Regions from separate parts of the Mus musculus genome. Here all the other regions are linked to region 1. The links are chromatin contacts, called in public promoter capture Hi-C maps. All regions are on one chromosome and are shown on one strand. Each heading gives the region's core, a stretch centred on a gene start, on an enhancer-like site or on the middle of the called end of the contact. The rest is flanking DNA. Distances are from core to core; before and after follow the strand shown. Region 1 holds the start of Taz (tafazzin). Region 2 holds the start of Pnma3 (paraneoplastic antigen MA3). Region 3 holds the start of Fundc2 (FUN14 domain containing 2).

Region 1 (2,962 bases), core at 226-2,725:
TGTTCTGTCACTCATACTTATTTTGGTCTCCTTGCACTGGGGTGTCTGTTTTGGAATACATGTGAGCACTGGGGCAGTTCTGCACTGGCCAAGCTATATTTGGAGACTGAGACCACTAGGACTCTGAGGATGAACCAGAAAGAATAACTGTTCCTGGCCTCAGCATAATGCTTCCTAGTCTTCCAAAGACAGCTTTAGCTTGAAATTCCCTTTCCTTCTGAAGTTCCTCCCCAGTAGAGACAACCTCCTCCCTTTCCCTACCCGCAGGATTCTCATACCTCCACAGCCCAAGTCGGCCCCACGCCTGCCTCAGCGTTGAACCGAATAAAACATTCCACTCCACAGAATCGCAGCTCCAGCCAAGGCGGGTAAGGACGCGCAGTTGGGTGTGTGTGGGGGGGAAATGGGAAGAAGAGGCGCGGGTTTCCAGACACACCCAAAGGGGCCGGCTCCACAACTTTCCCGTCCCAAGTAGCAAGGCTGAGCGCCACCCTTCAGCCCAGGAGCTGGTTTCCAGACCCACCCAAAGGGGCGGGCCATAAGCAAGGCTGAGCTCCACATCCCTGTCCAGTAGGCTGTGCCTGAGAACTGGCTACCTGCTGGCCCACCCCGCCCATGATGGGTGTTTCTTTTGCCAAGCGAATAGCAACTTGGGGAGCTGGCGGCCTCTGCTCGACGAATCCGCCTGAAAGCAAGTCGAGGAAGCGTCCTTGCTTGTTGTCGCAAACATGCCTACTATCACCCGTGCCAAGAAGCAGCAGTCTATCATTGAACAGTTACCTGGACCTAGGGAAAAAGGTGAGGTAGGCTTGCTCATTCTTTGGCCAGTTCCCCTGCAGCAAAGAGCAGAGCAGAGGCAGTCTTCTCTCAGGGTCCTCAGGCCCTGAACCACAATGTTGGTGCGCACTCCCAAATTAAGTTTGCCTGTGTGACGACTGCTCAGAAAACCCAAAGCAAAGGACCTTATGCACAGGATGGGTAGCGCGACTGACCTGTTCAGGTCCCCACTGGAGTGGCAGTTTAGAAAAATGCCTCATGGCAGAAATTTGTTAGTTCTGGTACCACATGAATACTAGGCAAATGCTCTATCGTGGAGATAACCAAATGCCCCAACCCCCAGATCACTGGGAGAAATAGTACAATAAAAGGCAGAGAATAATAGACGCGGACACCCGATGCCCTTTTCCGGTCTCTGTGTGAGCCTTCAGAAGCATGCATAACCGGATACACATCGGGTGGGACAGGGAAAGAGAACAAGTAAAAAGTTTCCACCAGCCTACGACTTGCGTAGCTTCAGGTAATGGTGCTGTGTAGCTAATGTCGCCTGTAGACACTAGAATTATGGAATCAAAGAGACGCAGCACTGCTTAAGGCGGTTTGGAGCCAAAACCTTGACGGGGGAGGGGCCGGAGCGAGGCTGGCGTAGACCCGCCCTGGCAGCCGTCAAGCAACCTAGGCATGTTTTGCGACAACAGGCAAGGACGCTTCCTCGAGTTGCTTTCCGGCTGATTCGTCGAGTGAGGCCGTCAAGACTTGGTTTCTAGTGCGCATTGCTTTGTACAGCAGTCCCGTCTCGTCGCCTGAGCAGCGGCTCTTCTCTATCCAGAGAACAGTGCTAGGGAGGTGCTGAGCTGTTCCACCAGGTGACCTTAGTCTAGTCCTCTGCCAGTCTGTTGGAGATCCTTCTCCTGAGTGGTAGAGGACATCGGCTGGCCTGGGGCAAGAGGAACTCTGGGCTCCGGGGGCGGGGCCGGAGCCGGAGGAGATGCCCCTCCATGTGAAGTGGCCATTCCCCGCGGTGCCCCGGCTCACCTGGACTCTAGCCAGCAGCGTCGTCATGGGCCTAGTTGGCACCTACAGCTGCTTCTGGACCAGTGAGTGGCAAAAGGCCAAGGCAGAGTCTGTTCACAGGCCTCTGGCCTGGCTGGGGGTTTTCGGACTGGGAATATGGCAGGGGCTTTTCTGGCACAGTAAGAAGCCTCGGGCAGGTGGAAATGACCTAGAGCTTGGGACTGACTTCTCTTCCCAGAGTACATGAACCACCTCACCGTGCACAACAAGGAAGTGCTGTATGAGCTCATTGAGAACCGAGGCCCTGCCACCCCCCTTATCACCGTCTCCAACCACCAGTCTTGCATGGATGACCCTCATCTCTGGGGTATGGTGCCAGTGTGCTGGGTTCAGGGAGGCAAAACAAGAACAGGCCCCCACCAAAGACAGATTGACTTCCCACCAGGCTCTTTTGAAAAACTTTACCTTGTTTGGGGGATATACTGCCTAACTGCTGGAAGTTTTGTGTGTCCCCCTTAGGATTCCTCCAGGGAATGTGATTTAGACAGGATATCAGAAATTTAAAAGGAGTGTGGAAGTAGCCATGTCACATCAAGGACTTTACTTTTTCACAGGGATCCTAAAACTCCGCCACATCTGGAACCTGAAGTTGATGCGTTGGTGAGGAGGAATGGGCCCCTTGAAGTGACCCATCCATTTCTGCCCAGATTTGCCTTTCTCTGCTCAGGAGTTGGCATCCAGCCTTCCAGGAAGGGCATGGGTGGGGCTCCTTAGGGCCTTCTCTTGGAGCTTCATTCTGTATGGCAGTGATGGCAGGCATTATATTGGGTGGGGAGAGTTGGGGACAAGCAATGGGAAGTCTTGGAGGCAGGGATGATTGGGTCTATTGCTGCTCTAGGACCCCAGCAGCTGCAGACATCTGCTTCACCAAGGAGCTGCACTCCCATTTCTTCAGCTTGGGCAAATGTGTGCCTGTGTGTCGAGGTGAGCTGCTCCTCTGGGAGGCATGTCCAGGCCTCCCTTGGGGACAAGGAAGCTGGTGGTCAATGCGTCTGTCTTAGAAGGACTTAGGGGAGCCATGATATGGCAGTATAGTTGGCAGAGAATAGGAAGAGGGATGATCACTTAGAATCTCTGCAGTCCAAAACTCTGGTGTGAGAATTCAAGGAAG
Region 2 (2,962 bases), core at 307-2,806, 1.2 Mb before region 1:
TCTGTGCCATACCTCTATACATTCTAAGACCAGGGTGGATGAGTAAACAACTAAACTCCAACTAAACATCACAGGCCCATTTTCGCGTGACTAGAAAGAAGTACAAGTTTAGAATAGAACTTATAGAACACACAGACAATATGGTATTCTGCCTGAAGATTAGTCAAACATCCCCCATTCAACTGCCTCCCTGGGAGCACCCCTGCCCCCACAAATACAAAAAGTTAGACTATCAGAAGCCAGAGGAAAAAAACAGACCCAAGGGTTTGGGTTTCAAATCTCAAAAGCAGCTTTTCAAGACCCTGGATGTACAGCAGGCAGAGTAGGAAAGGCCTGTCAGATGCTGGACCATGCTTCTATGAGCTAGCCAGTGGCCCCAAGGATAGCAAAGCATGCAGGTCCCATGGTGGTGAATATGCCTGAAGCCCCTTCCCATGGAGACTGGCATCACCCAGATGGTGCGTGCTACGTGGGGAGTGGTGGTGGGTGTGTTTGAGCTCATATGAGCTCATGTGGTATCTATCTACCAGGTGTTGCTTGCCCAGCTCTGTTACTGGACTAGATCTAGAAGGGGACTCACCAGGGGGAAGAAACCTCGGAGCCCCTGCTTCCTGGCCTTGATCAGGAGACAGAGCTGGAGGGGCCACCACAGCTTTCTGGTGCCCTTCTGTGGAGACCCCTGAGCACTCTGCGGTCCTGAAGTCTATTCTCGAGAGAGAGAGAGGGACTGGCCTGCATTCAGGATGTCACCTGGGGACAGCCAAAGGCAGGAGGAAACTGAACACTAACTCACAAACCCCAGATTCAGAGGATTGAGGTGGGGTCTCCTGTGCTGGGGGAGCAGGGGTGTATTGGGGATGGGTAGCAGCAGGTGACGTCACCGGAGGCCCCAGGTTGCCCAAGGCCTAGGCAACAGACACGTCGTGTGATCCTCATGCGCCAATGGCCCAGCTGTCTCCCAGGCGACGCAGAGGGTCTGTGCTCCAGCGCCACAGCACCCCCGCCCCAAGTCCGCACTGCAGAGAGCTGTGGCGAGCCGCGCCGGCGCATTGGACAACTTGCGGGGACCAGAGGGCCAGAGAGAGCAAAGGAGCTGGCAAGAGACCCTGGAAAGGAATGGTGTTCGACCCCGCCTCCTCTCTGAGCAGTCTGGGAACCTCGCTGTGGGACTGAATTGAGGAAGCATCTTGCCTTAGGAAGAGGTACCAGATTCTAGGAGGAAGCGGCTGGCCCAGGCAGCCCCCTCTGCCCAATCGGGTGGGACTGCTGCAGCCTTTGGGATGGGGAGGGGGCTGCAGTGGGCCCAATCCGGTGGGACTGCTGCAGCCTTTAGGGTAAACAGGAGGCTGCAGTATATAGTGATGGGAACCTATAGAAGTGTCTTTGCTGGAGGCAGGTGGAGGCTGGGTGTGGTAGGGAGCCGAGCTGGAGTGGGGGTGGGGCGGGGGAACGCATTAATTTCCTTTGGCCCTATTTACAGACTCTAGAGACCCGGAGGAGCTACAGATCTCCTGGGACTTGCCTCAGATTTATGTGCATCACATCCTACTCACCCCCTCCCCCCACATTAGAGTCTCTTGAAGTTGGGGCCATGCCATTGAACCTGTTGCAAGACTGGTGTAGGGGGGAGCATCTGAACACCCAGAGGTCTATGCTGATCCTGGGGATTCCAGAGGACTGTAGTGAGGATGAGTTTGAGGAGACTCTGCACGAAGCTCTCAAGCATCTGGGAAGATACAGGATCATCGGCAGGATGTTTAGGAGGGAGGAAAATGCCCAGGCCTTTTTGGTGGAACTTGCACGTGATTTTGACTATGCTTTGGTGCCCAGGGAAATAGAAGGAAAGGGTGGGCCCTGGGAAGTGGTTGTAAAACCCCCTCATTCAGATGATGAATTTCTTAATAGACTGAATCACTTCTTAGAAGAGGAGAGGAGAACAGTGTCAGACATGAACAGGGTCCTTGGGACACACTCTAATCATTCACCTACCAAAACGACTATATCAGCAGATTTCTGGGTCTGGGCTCAGACTCTAGGTGCAGTGATGCAGCCTCTGCTAGAACAAATGTTGTACCGAGAACTAAGAGTCTTTTCTGGGAACACCATATCAATCCCAGGGTTATTGGCCTTCGATTCCTGGCTTGAACACACCACTGAGATGTTACAGATGTGGCAGGTACCTGAGGTAGAAAAGAGGCGGAGGCTGATGGAATGCTTAAGAGGCCCTGCTCTACAGGTTGTCAATGTGCTCCGTGCCAATAACGCTGCCATTACAGTGAAGGAGTGCCTGGAGGCCCTGCGGCAGGTATTTGGCTCTGTGGACAACCGAAAAATCGCCCAGCTGAAGTTTTGCAAGGCTTATCAGGAGCCAGGAGAGAAAGTTTCTAGCTTTGTGGTGCGTTTGGAGACCCTGCTCCAAAAAGCCCTAGAGAAAAATGCAATATCTCGAAAGAATGTGAACCAGACCCGCCTGAAACGAATTTTAGGTGGGGCTATCCTTTCTGCAAAACTTCGAGAGAAACTTAAGATGCTGAAACAGCGTAGAAGGCCACCTGGTTTCCTGGCCCTAGTGAAGCTTTTCCGTGAGGAGGAGGAAGAGTGGGAGGCCACTAGGGGTTCAGAGAGGAGCTGCTATGAGGGGCTGGAGTTAGGCCCAAGTCCCTCTAACATAGGCAGTGAGGAGAGAGAACTATTTGTTCCGGCCTTTGGTAGTGTTCTTGAGGAAAGGCCTTACCAGGGTTCCCGCCGCCGCCGCCACAGGAGGAGAGGCCAGCACAGAAAGGGAGGTGTGCCCAGGGATGATTCTCAAGGCACAAGAAAGCAGAATTATGACACATTCTGCTATAGTTGTGGGGAAGATGGCCATATCAGAGTACACTGTTTTAACCCTTCCAACCGGACCTTGGTGAAACAGAAGAGACAGGCTGCAATGGAGAAGGGAAACAGGAGCTGGGCTTGGGAG
Region 3 (2,962 bases), core at 344-2,843, 1.1 Mb after region 1:
CCTAGACCCAGAAAAACAAATGCCTCAGATTCTCTCTCACATGTGAATGCTAACTCTGAATCTTTAGATATCTGTCTTAAATTGGAGTATCCATAGAGATCAGGAAACTAGCAAGGGGCCAACAAGGGAAGGCAGATTTCAAGGGAAATGGGATATACTGCAGTTGATATGAAAAGGGAACAGGAGAAGTTGAAGGGTTACGTGGGGTAAGGATAGGAGGGCAGGAGAGAGAAGTGAGTATGGGTAGTGATTATTAACACTAAAGATACTTGAAAAAAATATGAAAACCTACTACTGTAGAAGCTTTTTAAATAAAATATACATGTATACATATATAAGAATTTAAATGGAGTTACCCCTACATCAGGATGACAATGTCCCTACTAAACACTGCAGGGTAACAAATATAAAGCCCAGTGCCAGGAATGGGTCACCTCTTTTGGAGTTTGTTGGCTCCATAAACCCCCAAACATTATAAGGTACTGCCAATTTTTTGGCAATCTACAGAACTTCATGGTTAAGATCGTATTGCTGATGACACAACATAGTTGAGTCATAAAACATGGGGAAATCAAGCTGGCACTGACAAGATTTCACAGTGCTGGAAGGTTACATGTGTGCTATTTGGGGTGACAAGTTATTGACAGTCTTACAAAGCATCTAAGAACCCTGTGAGGTACTATATAATGACTGATATGTCAAAATAGCCTCATTGCTATGGTAGTGGCATAAATATAGTAGGAGTAACTAATCACTTCATGTTTGTATTTAAGGCCCACTCCACAGGATAGAACCGATACCTGTTAGAAAGCCAAAACCCCATGGCTGCCTAAGTCATAGGGAAGAACTGCTTTCCTAAATGGACACAAAAATAAACTGTCTCCTCCCAATTTTTTTTACTATTATACCGATAAAATAGGGGATCTTTCACTCCTCATCTAAGAATCTTCTTTTTTCTAATAGACTCACAACTAGTATATGTACAGAGGATAAGAGGCAATAAAGTGCTCAATTCTAATTGAGATATTTGTATCACTCCCCTCTCCAGTCCCAAGGGATCGGAAGTCCTGTTTGGCCTCAGGTACTGCGTACACGTGCTGTACTCAAACACATGCAAATACTCATATACACAAAGTTAAAAAAAAAACTTTAAAGCGGAAGAAGCAGCAGTCATAATACAAGTGTACATTATTAAGTGGTTGGAATGCTTTTAAAAAGTGTAAGATGTGTTTTCCTGAACTTAAACAGCCTTGAAATTAATGTCAGAATTAACATAAGTTCATTGTTTACATAAATATGCAAAATCTAAAATAAATTAAAAAAAATAAAGGTGAGATAAACTCTGTCACCACCAAGGCAGAGAAGCTTTCTGCACACGTAGCAAGCATTCATTCCTCTGCGCAAGTGTGGGGCTGCAGCTGAGGTGGTTGTAGCAGCTGCTCCAGGACAGGAAAGATGTCTAATGGGACCAGGCCCCGCTGTCTCCGACTGCCAAGGGACTGGAAATATCTGCCCCCCCACCCCCTGCCGGAAGCCAGCTGCGGATGACTAACGCCTGTTCCTGGTCTCGTGGTCTGAAGCTGTGTCATCGCGATACTAGGGTCCCCCCCCCCCCCGCGCCCCCGAAATGGCCGCTAACAGTCAAGGTAAAGGCGGGAGCACGCGCGCAAGGGCCAGGGGTGGAATCACCTTTGTCGCTTAGAGTGAAGTACTGCTGGTTGCATGCTGAGTCGCTTGCTGGGTTCCTCCCTCCCCAGGGAGCTTCAATAGCACCTGGATAGGGCAGCGCGGAGACTTTTCTGGCGGGTGTTCTGGGATCTGGCCAAGGTCATACTTAAGCTGGCTTTTGAGTTACCCAGGGATGTTATCTCTGCCTAGCTCTTCTAGCCTTTCAGTGCCGCCCCTACCGAGGTGTCCCTAGGGAGATCCAGTTACTGTTCTCAGAAGCGATCTGGCTCCCTGACAGGAGTGTTTTTGTCTCTTACTGCCTCTCAAACACCTACAGTCCTCATTTTCATTGGTACTTTCCTAATTGATTGTTTTGAAAACAGTAGGAGATATAGTCGGCCCACTCAAAATAAAATCCCAGTGGAGCACTTTTTTTCTTTCTTTTTGTCCGTTTTCTTTTCTTTTCTTTAGTTACGTTAAGTCAGTCAATTCATTAAGCTCACAGTCATTACACTTGATGCAATTGCTGAGCAGAATACCTAGAAATTTCTGAGAAATCTTGTCTTACATAATTGTAGTGCTTACAATAATTATCGTTGTTTTCCTGGGCCTATAGACAAGGCTTGTAAATGTTGTTTACCAGTGTTTAATGAGCGGACTCTAATTGTTATCCATCCCATCTCACCCACCATCAACAGATAATTTGGTGTAGTCCAGTCTGGCCTCAAACTCAGCTATCCTTGTGTTTCAGCCTCTAGAGTGCGTGGAACTATACCCAACTAAATCCCACTTTTGACTAGAGCCATACGTTGAATGTATTGTATATGGTTTTTAAATATATATATATGAATATCTAGTGCTTCTAACACTATTGAAAGGACTTGCTTTGTACTGTGGAGTTACCTGAGTACCTTGATAGGAAAATGATATAATAGTATATGTAAATGTATTTCTATACTTCTTATTCAACTAATTTTGTGTATACTTAGGTCAATTCAACATCCTCTCTCTCTCTCTCTCTCTCTCTCTCTCTCTCTCTCTCTCTCTGTTTTTTGAGACAGGGTTTCTTTGTGTAGCCCTGTCTGTCCTGGAACTCAATCTATAGACCAGGCTGGCCTCAAACTAAGAAATCCGCCTGCCTCTGCCGGGCATGCACCACCACTGCCTGGCTTTTTCTTCTTCTTTTTTTTTTTATTAGATATTTTCTTTATTTACATTTAAAATGTTATCCCCTTTCCTGGTTTCCCCTCTGAAAACCCCCTATCCCATCCCCCCTTCCCCTGCTCACCAACCC

What was found. Promoter capture Hi-C pulls out the DNA fragments that hold promoters and counts their contacts.
Region 2: a contact with region 1 is called in a promoter capture Hi-C map of hippocampal neurons, with 4 times the contacts expected there. The contact joins the promoter of Pnma3 here to the promoter of Taz in region 1. A contact is called at or near these places in 1 of 39 promoter capture datasets (hippocampal neurons) and 1 of 115 datasets of contacts at active chromatin or transcription factors (embryonic forebrain).
Region 3: a contact with region 1 is called in a promoter capture Hi-C map of liver, with 3 times the contacts expected there. The contact joins the promoter of Fundc2 here to the promoter of Taz in region 1. A contact is called at or near these places in 4 of 39 promoter capture datasets (the C10 cell line, hippocampal neurons, liver and 1 more).

The regions. Positions count from the first base shown.
Region 1 is chrX:74,281,243-74,284,204 of GRCm38.p6, forward strand. It overlaps Taz (tafazzin), which reads left to right and starts at 1,476. Exons shown (of 10, transcript NM_181516.6): 1 at 1,476-1,874; 2 at 2,030-2,158; 3 at 2,406-2,451; 4 at 2,690-2,775. The coding sequence starts at 1,766. Dnase1l1 (deoxyribonuclease 1-like 1) reads right to left here and starts at 384. Exons shown (of 8, transcript NM_027109.3): 1 at 279-384.
Region 2 is chrX:73,063,231-73,066,192 of GRCm38.p6, forward strand. Pnma3 (paraneoplastic antigen MA3) reads left to right here and starts at 1,557. Exons shown (of 1, transcript NM_153169.2): 1 at 1,557-2,962. The coding sequence starts at 1,592.
Region 3 is chrX:75,380,806-75,383,767 of GRCm38.p6, forward strand. It overlaps Fundc2 (FUN14 domain containing 2), which reads left to right and starts at 1,594. Exons shown (of 5, transcript NM_026126.4): 1 at 1,594-1,646. The coding sequence starts at 1,628. It also overlaps a transcript of F8 not described here.